2 separate regions of the Mus musculus genome follow, and region 1 is linked to region 2. Evidence: chromatin contacts called from public Micro-C data. All regions are on one chromosome and are shown on one strand. The core of a region is the stretch at or near the end of the contact, and the rest is flanking DNA. Distances in the headings are between cores, read along the strand shown. Region 1 overlaps F730035M05Rik (RIKEN cDNA F730035M05 gene). Region 2 overlaps Nin (ninein).

Region 1 (6,126 bases), core at 3,114-5,613, 160 kb after region 2:
AAAATGCAGCAGGTTTACCTTGCCCACCAGCTCGCAGCAGTGACAACGACCTCCTTGTCTTCTGCCCTCTTCTTCACCGCTTCTCCTGCTGCCATCATGAAAGGGCTTCTGTGAATGGCTGAACAGCCTCTCCAGGCCTCCCCTGACCAGCACAAGTTGCTTACTGTTGGAGCAGACCCATGGGAACCTATGTTGGTTCAGGTCTTCAGAGGAGCAGACACTGGGGACAGGAGTAGACCTGCAAGGCTTTCCTAGGGCAAATGGCTGTGGGAGACCTACCCAGGAGGGAGCCAGGCTGGCCGAGTGAGTGCAGTCAGATCCAAGTGTGACCCCATGAAGGAGAAGAGAAGGAATAGGCGGTAGACTTGTTCTAGACTATTAAGTCCCAGGAAGACCTCCTCCCCGCAAGACCACAGGGCAGTTCTGAGGCAAGTCAGTAGTCAGTCAGAGGACTGTTAGGAATGTGCTCAGCCATTGGCATGCAACCTCTGAAACCCTGCCTTTGTGCAAACACTACAGAGAGGGAAGGCTTTCAAAGCTCCAGGCTGGTTCTGCCCACAGTAGCAGGTGACTGGGAGGCCCATTCCAGAAAGACACAAGATAAAGATAACTTGATAGCTTGCATGTCTCAAGGCAGGATTATATACTATATTCAGAGCCACCAAAACTAAAACTAAAAAAAATTGTCAAGGACTCTGGTTAGACGAAGTTTCTGTCTCTCGTAGGTAATGTTTCATACTACAGCCTACACTGCCTAAGACGCTTAAAGACCTCCTGCCTCAGCCTCTGCTGGGATGAGGCCTGGCTGTTAGGTTCCCACATACCCTGCTCCATTCGATCCCCTCAGCAGTGCACTGAGACAATTTCTGCCTCTCTCTCTACTTTACCAAAGGGGGAACTGAGGCTCAGCGGTTCTCAGGTTTGCTCAAGACCACTTCCCAAGTCGATTGGAGAGATTTCACACCCCCAAGCTCTTTGGGATTTGAGTAAGCCTGAGTTCTGACTGAGCCTCAGCTAACCCTGTCCTCTCTAATCTCGGGCTGCTCTGTGCTCTAGATTGGCCTTTTGACCTGCTTTTAATCAGTTCTGAAGCCAAGGGAACTGGCCCAAAGTGGCCTCACATATGGGTCACATGGCCTGTGGAGAAGGACAATGTCATATTAGAGCGGCTCTTTATGCTCAGAGAGCAGAAGTAAGTACACTTTAATCCATGCATTCAGTGTATGAATGTGACAGCCAAGGCTCATATCTACACCCTGCTGTTTTAAACATTTAGGATGACAACTGAGAGCCTAGGTTTATTAGCCTGCCAAATATCCCGCAGGCGCACAGCACAGGTGCCTGTCTGAATTATCTTCTCTGTAATTGGCTGTGACCATGACCAGTCGTTGTTAAACTTGAGTGTATCTGCTTATCTTGGAGCAAACCCACTTCCTGGTGCTTTCATTTCCTGTCATATTTAATTTGCTTCTTAGTACAGTAGCTGGGCTTGTTAGATGTGGTCCAGTGGAAGTTTCTGAAAGGCTGGAGAGATGTACAACCTGTCCCTCAGATCATGGATGGTTTTAAAATGTCAGGACACAATTTGGTGACCCCAGAGAATTGGGGTCCCAATGTCAGATGACGCAAAATCAGGAAATGCTCTGGCCGTTTACTCTTCTGATACTGCATTGACAAGACAGCTAAGTTTGGAAGAGAGATGGGTGGCCAAGAGCTAAAGGCATTACTAAGATGAAAACCTGCCTTTTGTAATACTAACCAGTGTTCATTTTCTTCTCATTGCCTTTTCTGTGTCCCTCGAGGAGCTATGCTTGCAGGAGTGTGTGTGTGTGTGTGTGTGTGTGTGTGTGTGTGTGTTTATTTTCTGTAAGGAAGTCATGAGCTTCCCAGGTTGGAATTGCAAGTTAATCTGTGGAGCCCAGCATCTGGAGAGGACGGGGTAAGATGGCACTGGGCTGTGTGTGGAGGGAGTTTGGGAGTGAGGAGCCTGGAGCCTGCAGCCTGCTTAGAGCAGAGCCATCAGGTAGTCTGGGCATGTCAGAGAATCCAGGGACTGAATACCGAATCCTGGTGTGATGGTTTGTATATCCTTGGACCAGGTAGTGGCACCATCTGGAGGTGTGGCCTTGTTGGAATAGGTGTGACCTGGTTGGAATGGGTGTGTCATTGTGGTTGTAGGCATAAGATCCTCACCCTAGTTGCCTGGAAGTCAATCTTCCACTAGCAGCCTTTGAATGAAGACATAGAACTCTCAGCTCTGCCTGCGCCATGCCTGCCTGGATACTGCCATTCTCCCACCTTGAAGATAATGGACTGAACCTCTGAACCTGTAAGCCAGCCCCAATTAAATGTTGTTTTTTATAAGACTTGCCTTGGTCATGGTGTCTGTTCACAGCAGTAAAACCCTAACTAAGACACCTGGGAAAAGTCCGAGCAGGTATAGAACCCCAGGCAGGAACCTCAGGGCATGCATGCACACACATATACACACACACTCACACATATACACACATGTGTGAATATATATATGCATGTCATGCACAGCTGTATTACACACATAGTACGACTTTACTCCTCTGTTGTCACTAGGAATGCAATAAGATTTGGGCTTCAGAAAGAAACAAGACAAACAAACAAATGAAACTAACAACCCCCACCCCCAACCTCACTTAACTGTGTAAGGGAACAAATGAGGAGATAAATTCTGGAAAAACTGTGCTAAGAGACACGGACACATCCTGACTAGGGAAGGGAGTGGCAAGTGTGGTAAGCTCAGGGTTTCCACAGGCCACTGTGATGCAACATGTTCTGGGCTGACCTTCCTGTCTCCTTGTCTCAGGACCTTTGTGAAAGCAAACTGCCCCTGGAACCCACACCTTGACTTGATCTTTGCACTCAATCAATTGCACACAGGAGACTCCTGGCTAGTGATGGAGCTCAGTGATCGAGCATGTGCCTAGCATGTGCAAGCCTGGTGATGGAGCTCAGTGATCGAGCATGTGCCAAGCATGTGCGAGCCTGGAGATCCACCCCTCGACACAAGGAAGAAACCAAAACAACAACAATTAGAATCAAGAAGCAGAGAGACTCCCTAAGACCCAGTATTGCTCCATGGAGGAAGCAAATCTAAAGACTTGAAAAGCCCAGATTCATAAAAGCCAAGTATTTTAATCTCTCTGACTTGCTTCTCTTTAAAACCTTAACAGTAAAGCGCTTAGCTATGGAAGGGTAATCTTTGCCAGCTTAAAAGTTACAGGAATCCAAACAGAAAGTAGATTCCTCTATATTTTCAGGGATCAAAGCTGAGAATCTGAAGGATCCTTCCCTGTACACACGCAGGATATTTTACTTCTGAATGTGTCTGCTCCATCTTCAACCACTTGCACGGCTTGTCCTTTATTTCCTCAATCTTAAATGACACTTTCCAGTTGTCAGTCACAGTGTATTTCCAGTTTAAGATAAAAACAAGAGGCTGCCTTCCCCTCTGAAGTTTCACCGGACATTGTTTCAATTTTTGAGGAGAAGGTTAAGGAACCTTTGTGTGTATGCGCTGCAGCAGCGGCCTGAGACCAGCAGGTGGAGGACTTCGTCCTTTGAACACGCCACATCATGCACACAGGGTTTCAGCATGGATGTGGCTGTAACTTTAATCGCAGCTTTTTTTTTTTTTTTTCTTTGTTCTGGATATTCACACCCACAAAAATGACCCATAATCAGAAGAAGAGAACCAAAACTTTCCTGTTTTTTATTTACTCTACTCAGAGCATACAGTAGATGGCATGTTTCTTCTCTCAAAATCTTAGATCTAAATATATTGAAATCTAAAGAAATAATTTATTCTAATGCCGGGCATTGGGGGAAAATTAAATAAATAAAAATCGGAATTCAATATGTTATGCTAGATTTAGGAAATGCTCAGAGTTTGATGTCTAACCTGTCTGAACACATTTGGGAGCTGGTCAGACTGGCCAGATGTCTATGAGATCTGGGGAGTTCTGGGGAAAGACATCAGGACCCACTCATTGCTGGGATTAAGAGCTGTGGGTGGCTGTGGAGGGTTCAAAAGTTTCTCTGGTGAGAACTCACCCTCAGGGCTGGAGTCTAATGATTAGCCTGACCACAAGAAGGTCTTAGTTGTCAGGGGAGCACTAATTTCAGACTGAGGCAGTTTTCTTGATTCTGTTCCCTGGTCAGCTGCCTAGAAGCCAGTGTGTGCCCTGGGGCTGTGGCGGGCAGCCAGTAAACACGGAGAAACCTTTCCCACGGAGCGTTATAATAAATACTCGGACCCCACCAGCGCTGTTCTACGTTCTGTCGAGAACACGGGAATCGGCCGCTTATAACATCTCCCGTACAGTTTCAGGGAAGAGCCAGGCAAAACTGTGGGGCCAGGGGCTAGGCACTACAGCAGAGTGGGGCTTATGGGGACACCTTCTGGAGATTCCTGGAAATGCAGCACGTTGTTAGCCAAGCTTGGAAGTTTGTCAGAAGTGGGAGCAAGAATTGGTGATATTTGTGCTGGATATTAATCGGGTATTCTCAGCTTTGCACTCATGAGGACTTAATATACATTATATATATCTAATACATAGTATATCATGTGTCAAATACCACATATGTTATCATCTAGGTTCTTGGTATTTCATTTAATAGATGGGTCAAAATAAATGATGTATAATTATTCGTAAATTCTCTTTTGGGAGGTAATTTATATCACAGAGTATGTCTTCAGACAGATGGTGTAAAATGTTAGGTCTGTGTCACAGTGAGTATAGGTTAACTGTTAACTAATGTCCCCTCTGCATCTTCTTCTAGTCACTGTCTCTTCTACAGACCATTGCTACCCCAGTCTCCAGTACTACAAACGATTTTTTTTTCAGAAACAGGGTCTTCTACTCCAGGATGGCCTGTAACTCATCGCAATCCCCGTGCTTCTGCCTCCTGAGTGTCACAGGCACAAGGCACGGAACGTAGCATAAATGACTTTATGTCCATTTTTTGGTTTTGTCTTTTTGTTTTGTGTAAATGGACTCTCATAGTATGTCTCTGTCCTTCTGACTTAATGCATTCAGTATTGTGTGCACAACTTTTGTTTCTCTGTTAAATTCATATGCTCTTGTTTTGTTTTTGTTTTTTTGTTTTTTTGTTTGTTTGTTTTTTCTTTTTTGGTTTTTCGAGACAGGGTTTCTCTGTGTAGCCCTGGCTGTCCTGGAACTTACTCTGTAGACCAGGCCTCGAACTCAGAAATCCGCCTGCCTCTGCCTCCCAACATATGCTCTTGTTTTATTGTATAGTTGTCTAATGCATAAGTGTTGTACAGTTTTACTGTTGTTAGACACCTGAGTTGTCTGATGGTTAGTTTTAACTGTTAACTTGATGCCAAGGAAGCAGGCTTCCAGGCACGCCTGTGAGGGACTGTCTAGAGCAGTGGTTCTCAGCCTGTGGGTCAAGACCCCTTGGGGGGGGCACGTATCAGATATTTACATTACAATTCATAACAGTAGTAACATTACAGTTATGAAGTAGCAATAAAATAGGTTTATGATTGGGGGGGATCACCACAATATAAGGAACCATATTAAAGGATTGCAGCATTAGGAACTTGAGAACCACTGTTCAAGATTAGGGTTGGCCTTTGAAAATGTTGGCAAGAGATTACCTTGACTAAGGTAACTGATGTGAGAAGACCCATCTTTATTATGGGCACTACTGTTCCTGGGCTGTATACAGAGGAGAGGGCTTGCTGAGCTCTAACAAGCATTAGAGTAACCGGCCTGGAAGAAATGCAGGTATTCTAGAGGGACAGTTTCTCAGTCTGACTGTTAGCCTACGAAATAAGGGACCCCAAAGAAATGGAAGTTTCCTCCAGAAACCTCATGGTGGGAGAAGAATCAGGAAGAAGCCAGAGGGTAGCTGGTCTCCCAGAAAAAGGTTTCAAGTATCTTGTCAGCTCACCTGAGACTGGAACCCAGACAGTGACGTGTCAGCGGTGGGTGGGCTACACTTTGATAAGGTTGTTTGGATGGGCATATCCTTGGCTCTCTTTATTTAAACTTTGGTCTCATTTGCAGACCCTGACCCCAGACTTGAGTGGTCCACTGGATCTCTTTGTTCCTCTTCCCAATG
Region 2 (6,559 bases), core at 253-2,752:
TGTGGGATGCAGCAGACTATGATAGTGGGGAGAGTCTCTGGGAGCAGACACCAGAGACAGGACCCTGCCCAGCCAGGCCTCTGCCTACAGCTCTTTTAGAGGGTGGTGGACAGGGCAGATTCTGACTGTGGTGTTCAAAGGTCCTGTCTGAGGTTTCTGGTGCATCTGCAGGAAGCTGCAGCACACTGAGAGTGAGGTGATCTCTCTGTAACATCCTTTACCATCAGCAAGGTTTCTCCTGCCTCAGGCTTCACCTCATGTTTGCTTATACACAAAGCCAAAGGCTCATTTTTAAACATAGTAACCCCAGTAGAGTAAAGAAGCTACCCAGCAAGTCGGTAACTGAGCTAACAGGGGACAAGAAATACATCGCCAGGACGGGCTGACTCTGCTCAGAGGCTCTCTGGGTATCTATCCCTGGAGTGTAAGTAGATACTATTGTGTCAAAAATAAACAATTATTGCGTTTCTTGGCACCACGTAATAATATCTTGAGACCAGTTCAAGAGATAAGAAACTAGACTTAAAAAGGGTCTTTGAATAATTAGGCTTACCTCCTAAAGCGTTCTGACTCCTTTTTAAGATGTATATCCCAATTAAATTTCATATCGCCCAGATTCACGACGAAACAGATTTTACATCATAACAGGACACCCTCTCCAACAACAAGGAAAAACACGGTGCTATGAATATTCAATGACATAACATATGTAGATCCTTGCCCTCCTAAAACTGTCTGTGTAATGTGGCTTTGCATGTAAGTTGTGTGTTTTCCGAGGCAAAGGTCCCAGTATGAATGTTGCAAAGGGACCAAGAAAGGAAGGAACCACTGACCTGAGCATGGGGTAGCCAGCATCCCTGCCCTAGGCTAACCTGCCTGGGACACCAGGAGGCCCCGGGCCACACTCGCCTTCTCCATATTTAGTGGCCACATGCCACCCCTATTATTCTTACTCCATTTTGTAAGCTCTCTGTCTCTCTTCTAGTTACTTTTCTTTTCCTTATATTTCTGCCACTGAACCATGGTTTCTAGGGAACAGATTACCATTTGATTTTTCTTTTCTTTTTTGAGAGGTAAAGGTATTGAGGGGGAGAGAGGGAGAGAAAAAGAGATGGAGAGGGAGAGAGAGAGAATGAATGTGTTTCCCCCTTTACTTCTCAGTATTTACTGGCAGTTCTATTTCCTGTGGGGAATCTTCCCCACACCTGGGTTGTCCTTGTTTTCTTTAGGTCTGCAGGCTGTTGAGGACAGATGTTTGATTGCTAAGGACATCCTTGGGAGCAAGTCTCCTATAGATTTTAGTAACAGGGATGCTAGGCAACCATGAATACACATACTCACACAAACGCATGCACAAACACATGTGCACGCGCGCGCGCACGCACACACACACACACACACACACACACACACACACACACACACAGTCAGCCTGCAGTCTGCAGACTCGTCCAGAAAGCGGAGGTGCGTTGTCTCTTTTCCAGCTCATATTCATGTCTGGAATATTTACAGCTCCAATCTGAGCTGAGATTTGCAAGAAATTATTTAGAGTTTGCTCAGCAAGGCATTCTTGATCATGTTCTATAAATGGGATCTTGGCAAATGAGCCAGAAAGAAAGCCTAAAGAAAATGTTACTGCTTCTTCTTCACTGACAGATTACAGTGGTGTGCAGCGTGAAAAGAAGGGTATCAAGGCAGGTGGGGGGCCAGTGTATGAGCTGCCCCTGGGTATGGCAGGCCCAGGGAAGAGTGCTGGGAACTGCTACGCCCTGGGGAAGCACCCCTAGCCCACACTTTGAAGCAAGAACTATGTGTTTGAACCATGTGTTGAGTCCCAAAACAAAGTGCAGGGGATTTTAAGACATCAAAACATGAAGCTGGGGAGTTGGCTCTGTGGTTAAGTGGGGCTGCTTTGCAGAGAGCCCAAGTTCAAGTCTCAGGCACCTCCACGGCGGTAAATCCAGTTCTGGAGGATTTGATGCCATCTTCTGACCTCCCCAGGCAATAGGCATGTATGTATATGGTGCACATATATAAAGGCAGGCAAAACATTCAAACATATAAAAATAAATCTTAAAACTGAAAAAATTGGAAACACAAGACTTCCACTCTTCTGTCATGGAAGTTCTTTGTGGTCTGAGGTTGGAGACAATGAAAGATTTAAACTTTTTAAAAAATCTATCCACATGTGTGTGAGATGTGTGTCTGTGTGGGCAGTGTGTGTGCACATGTGTGTCCATGGATCCCTGTACCCATGCCTGTGTTGAGACCAGAGGAGGATGCTGTGTGCTCTGTCTTGGCATTCTCTGTCTTATTCCCTTAAGATAGGAACTAGCAACCAGCAGCAAGCCCTAGCAATGTTGTCTCCAATCCTCCAACTTCCTCTCTACCCCTCTACCAGCCCGGCCATGGATCTCCTTGCTTCTATCCCCACTCCCAAGCCGGGTGGCACGTGTCAACCACACCCAGCTTTTTACACGGGTTCTCGGGATTTGAACCCAGATCTTCAAGCGTATGCAGGCAAGTGTTCTTACCTGCTGAGTCCTTGGTTAGCTTTTTAAAATCATTTTTAAAAATTAAAATTAAATTAAAAGTGCCATAGCAGTGAAAGATACAATTCCAAGGAGAGCTTTCAGAATAGAAGACAATATAAAAATAACTGAAATCTGGGTAGACACATATAAACAAGGCACAGACATAATCAACTTCCTGAACACTGAGACAAAATTGGAAGGTTAGCATCTATGTCCAAGAGGCAGGAGAAGAAAACCAGCAAGGGCCATATCTGAGTGGAGCCTGTTGCACTGTGAATGCCTAACTTGTGTCTCATGCTACCCAGGGCTCATGCCCACGCCGATCAATGACTGAGCCTGTGACTGTGATCGTCTTGTGACTGTGAGCGCCTTACCTCGCCGCAGTCCCCAGCTGGGATGGGTGATGACCTCGCTTCTTCCTCTAGTGGCTCAAGCACTGTCACCTCCTCGATCTCTTCCCCAGACTCTTGAAACTCGGGCAGTGATCTTCGTCCATAACGCTTCCCACCTCTAACATATTTGGGCTGAGCTTCTGGGGAACAGTCTAGACAAAGAGAGAAGAGTGAAGGCCACATAATGTGAGAAGTAGCCCCAAGCTGTGTGGGGTACAGCCTCTTGTAGGATCCTCCAAATAAACCAGCCCCATGGGCCAGCTGTGGTGGCCGTGGGCGCATATGAGTCCTTGGGTCAGATGTGGAGCAGTTTCTACTTCTGATGGTCCTAAGTATCTGCTTCTACGCATCTGTAAGTTATAGAAACTATGATGGCAGAAAGGAAGTTGACTTAAAAAGCTAAGTAATAAGATCAGGAGGGCTGGGGATGGAGTTTGAACTAGATGTGGTGTTCGTGCCTATGATTCTGAACTCAGGAAGTAGAAGCAGAAAGACTCAAAGACTCCGGGTCATCTTTGGTTACGGTGAGGTCAGAGCAGCTGGGGCTAAAGGGAACTCCCTATCAAAAAGGGTGTACAGTGGTTGATCCGGGTTATCTGTTTTAGTAAGTTGGTGGCTTTTAAGTGTTGGAGGGCAAAAGAAGTAGACAGGGGAAAAAAAATCTAGCCAAGAGACACCTTGCAGGAAGTCCTGGGACCTGTGCAGCTCTGAAGAGTCTGAGGGAACACAACAGTCTAAGCACATTTCAGAACTCAGAGGGAAACACCCTCCCTTACCTCAGGGTCCCCTGGTTAGCTGCTCCACTTTCTGATCTACCAGATAAGCAGAGCAACACAAATATGAAACTGACACCGAGAGTTCTAGTCAATTAAGGACAGCTCCTCGAGTCTGAGGAAGCTGGCCTACAGATCATATTTATAAAAATGGTGAGGTATATATGAAGCTGTGGGATAAAATCGCGAATGGAAAGCCACAATAAGAAACATGATATACAGCGCTTCTGTTTTCAACATCAGTGGTGTGTAAACAAAAGGGGACGGTGCCCAGGGTAGAGTCGCCTCCAACTCTGAAGAACTCTGGTGTTCTGGAATGGATCAGCACTTACCAGTTTCACCCGCACTGCCGCCAACCCACCCACCAAGCGCCGTGTCTACAACTACCACCTCTACCACAGTCACAGCATCACCTCGTCCATGCCACCTCCACCAGCTCACACTCTCTCTACTCTGAATGCTTTGGAGCAATATCGATAAATACTCCACTCCAGGGTCATCCTTAAGCTTTGTAAGCACTTTGCATAGTATCAGGGCAATCAAATATTCTATTAAAAAAGGTAAGAGGGGCAATGATTTGTTTTCTTATTGTCTGTCTGTACAGACACACTGGCTCTCTGGAGGACATGCTCCCTGGGTCCTGATTGAACACATGGTCTAAGCACATTTCAGAACTCAGACACAAGTGTTTTAATTGAGGTGTATACATATATCATCAGGGCAAGTCTGAAGGAACAAGACTCCTTTATCCTCCATGGAAGGATGGTTGGGTTGGTAGACTCTGAGTTCAGCACCCCTGGGAGGGTAGATGACCCTGTTTACCTGGCCACCTTCCCCCATGCGACCTCCTTGGGCACAAACTTAGATTCTGTGATGCTCACAGATATAGCCGCAGCATTCTGAAATGCTCAGGGAAGCTAGGAGTGAAGTATTTATGATAGCTATGCAATTTCCAGCGATTAATATGCAGCTTTTTTTTAAGTCCCAGCCAAGTCACTAGATCGAGCAATCCTCTTACAGGAAGTGTTTAAGCACACAAAGTTTATATTGAGAATGGCATGCATGCTAGAAGGTACCTTTCTTCAGAAGTGAGTGTGTCAGTCTGTGGGTACCCAGGAGCGGGACAGACACTCGAGCTACTTGCTGGCAGCTGACACCCACAGATGCTGGTCAGACAAGAAGCAATGCAGAAGCATCCTTAATTTATTAGATGTTCTTAAATTTTAGTGCCAGACAACAGGATACATCATTAGTAACCGGGAGGGCTTAGAAAGGACTCAAAGGAAAACATAAAACCCAGGACTTTCCAAGTATGAGAATAGGGTTTGTCTGGGGCTATCACCGGCAAAGGAGTTCTTACTGTGTTTTGCACTGCTTCCAAAAGGAAAAAGAAGAAGAAAAAGGAAAGTGATGGAATCCACAGACTCTCCCGGGATGGCATCCTAAGCTAGGTACTGTTAACTCTCCATCACAGAGTAGGGAGTGTTGGTAGAATCTAAACAGCTCTTCTTCTATCCAAAAAAAAAGGTGGCCACTTGAGAACCACGGGGAATATTGTGGATTTGGAGGTTACTTTTTTGTTTGTTTGTTTCAGGAATTTTAAAGCCTCTTAAATTACATTTTAGTATAATAATCAATCGTAAGCAAAATTTAAGTTAATATCTTCTACATTACATATATGTATATATACCATACACACATATAATCAGCCTCTGTGTGTATGTGTGTGTGTCCGTGTGTGTCTGTGTGTGTGTGTTGTTTCCGGTCCCTACAAAAATCTTACTAGAATGAAGATGTTAGCATGCACAAAAGAAAGATGGATTATTATGGCTTTTTTGTCAGAGTTTCTAGAACCATCCACGTGAGCAATAAAAATTAGGACCTCCATAGCAGTTAGAAATGGCTACCTCTTAGCATCATGTGCTCACACACCCCTGCCCCTCTGAGAACATCAACATCAAGGAGAGACCCCAACAGTGAGAAGTCGAGAGAGGACATTCATGGACAACAGCTGTTGCTATGGAGAGCATTTGCAGAATAGGAATCTCCCCGGCCATCTCAACAGGGCTTCCCAAGAGCAGGAGCGGTCCAAGCAGAAGGCCACCGTGGGAAGTTTAGAAACTCTCACTCAAGGTGAAGAATGCAGTGTCTAACCTTATCACACCTCATGGAAGACACTGCCACCCTGGGGCAGAGTGGATTCACTTTAGGAGTGTACCCAGAAGCAACAGTTTCTTCGAGTTTCATTCTGGAACAATTTTACTGATGCTGGATAAATGGGGTTCTTTGGTTTATGGAAACGAACTGTTTCTATCACAGCGCTTCCTTCGCCACAGGCCAGCGTTCCAAGGAGACTCACAAAATGACGCATGAAAGATTATCCTGTCTCCAGCAGCTCCCTCCTTCAAAGGATATTCAAAAGTCATTTTCTCTTCTCACTCATTTCTACTAACTGGTATCAAGCATAAAAATAAAACGGGATGAGTTGGGGAAACGGCTCATTTGGCAAAATACCTGCTGCACAGACATAGGGCCTGAGTTTGCGTCCTCAACACCCACATCAGCACCCAGACAGCTCAGGTTCAACGAGAGACTCTGTCCCCCCCTCAAAAACAAAAACAAAAACAAAAAAAAAAACCCAACTTAGGTGGGAGTGTTAGAGGAAGACCTCGATGACTATCTCGGGCCTCCATGTGCATGTGCACGAACCCAAGAGCAGATATACACCACTCACTAAATGAATCAATTATGATGAAAGAAGATAATTAAATAAAAATAAGTGTCAGGAAAAGAAAAGCAGGCAAGCCTAGTCTTCAGGAGGGGTCTCTTCCAGCCTGGAAAAGTTTAGATCCAGAACATG

Evidence for each region. Hi-C and Micro-C count contacts between places; a contact is called where the count stands out from the background.
Region 1: a Micro-C map of the G1E-ER4 cell line shows a contact between it and region 2, with 2.4 times the contacts expected there. The contact joins two enhancer-like sites. A contact is called at or near these places in 5 of 39 promoter capture datasets (the 3T3-L1 cell line, embryonic stem cells, hippocampal neurons and 2 more), 21 of 484 Hi-C or Micro-C datasets (the AML12 cell line, the G1E-ER4 cell line, the HL-1 cell line and 11 more), 6 of 115 datasets of contacts at active chromatin or transcription factors (the HPC-7 cell line, bone marrow-derived macrophages, embryonic stem cells and 2 more) and 2 of 9 other capture datasets (adipose tissue and liver).

The regions. Positions count from the first base shown.
Region 1 is chr12:70,230,993-70,237,118 of GRCm38.p6, forward strand. F730035M05Rik (RIKEN cDNA F730035M05 gene) reads left to right here. Exons shown (of 5, transcript NR_045174.1): 2 at 1,057-1,192; 3 at 1,803-1,939; 4 at 2,179-2,329; 5 at 2,840-3,173. It overlaps Gm38467 (a long non-coding RNA gene), which reads right to left and starts at 518. Exons shown (of 3, transcript XR_381644.4): 1 at 280-518; 2 at 1-163. Within about 2 kb of position 4,364, at least 100 of the 459 cell types and tissues checked have an H3K27ac peak or open chromatin away from gene starts, as enhancers often do. A contact at or near this core is called in the G1E-ER4 cell line and cortical neurons, where this site is marked.
Region 2 is chr12:70,075,204-70,081,762 of GRCm38.p6, forward strand. Nin (ninein) reads right to left here. Exons shown (of 29, transcript NM_001081453.1): 3 at 2,909-3,078. Among named protein-coding and RNA genes, the nearest start is that of Nin, 24 kb to the right of the region's middle. Within about 2 kb of position 1,503, at least 43 of the 459 cell types and tissues checked have an H3K27ac peak or open chromatin away from gene starts, as enhancers often do. A contact at or near this core is called in the G1E-ER4 cell line and cortical neurons, where this site is marked.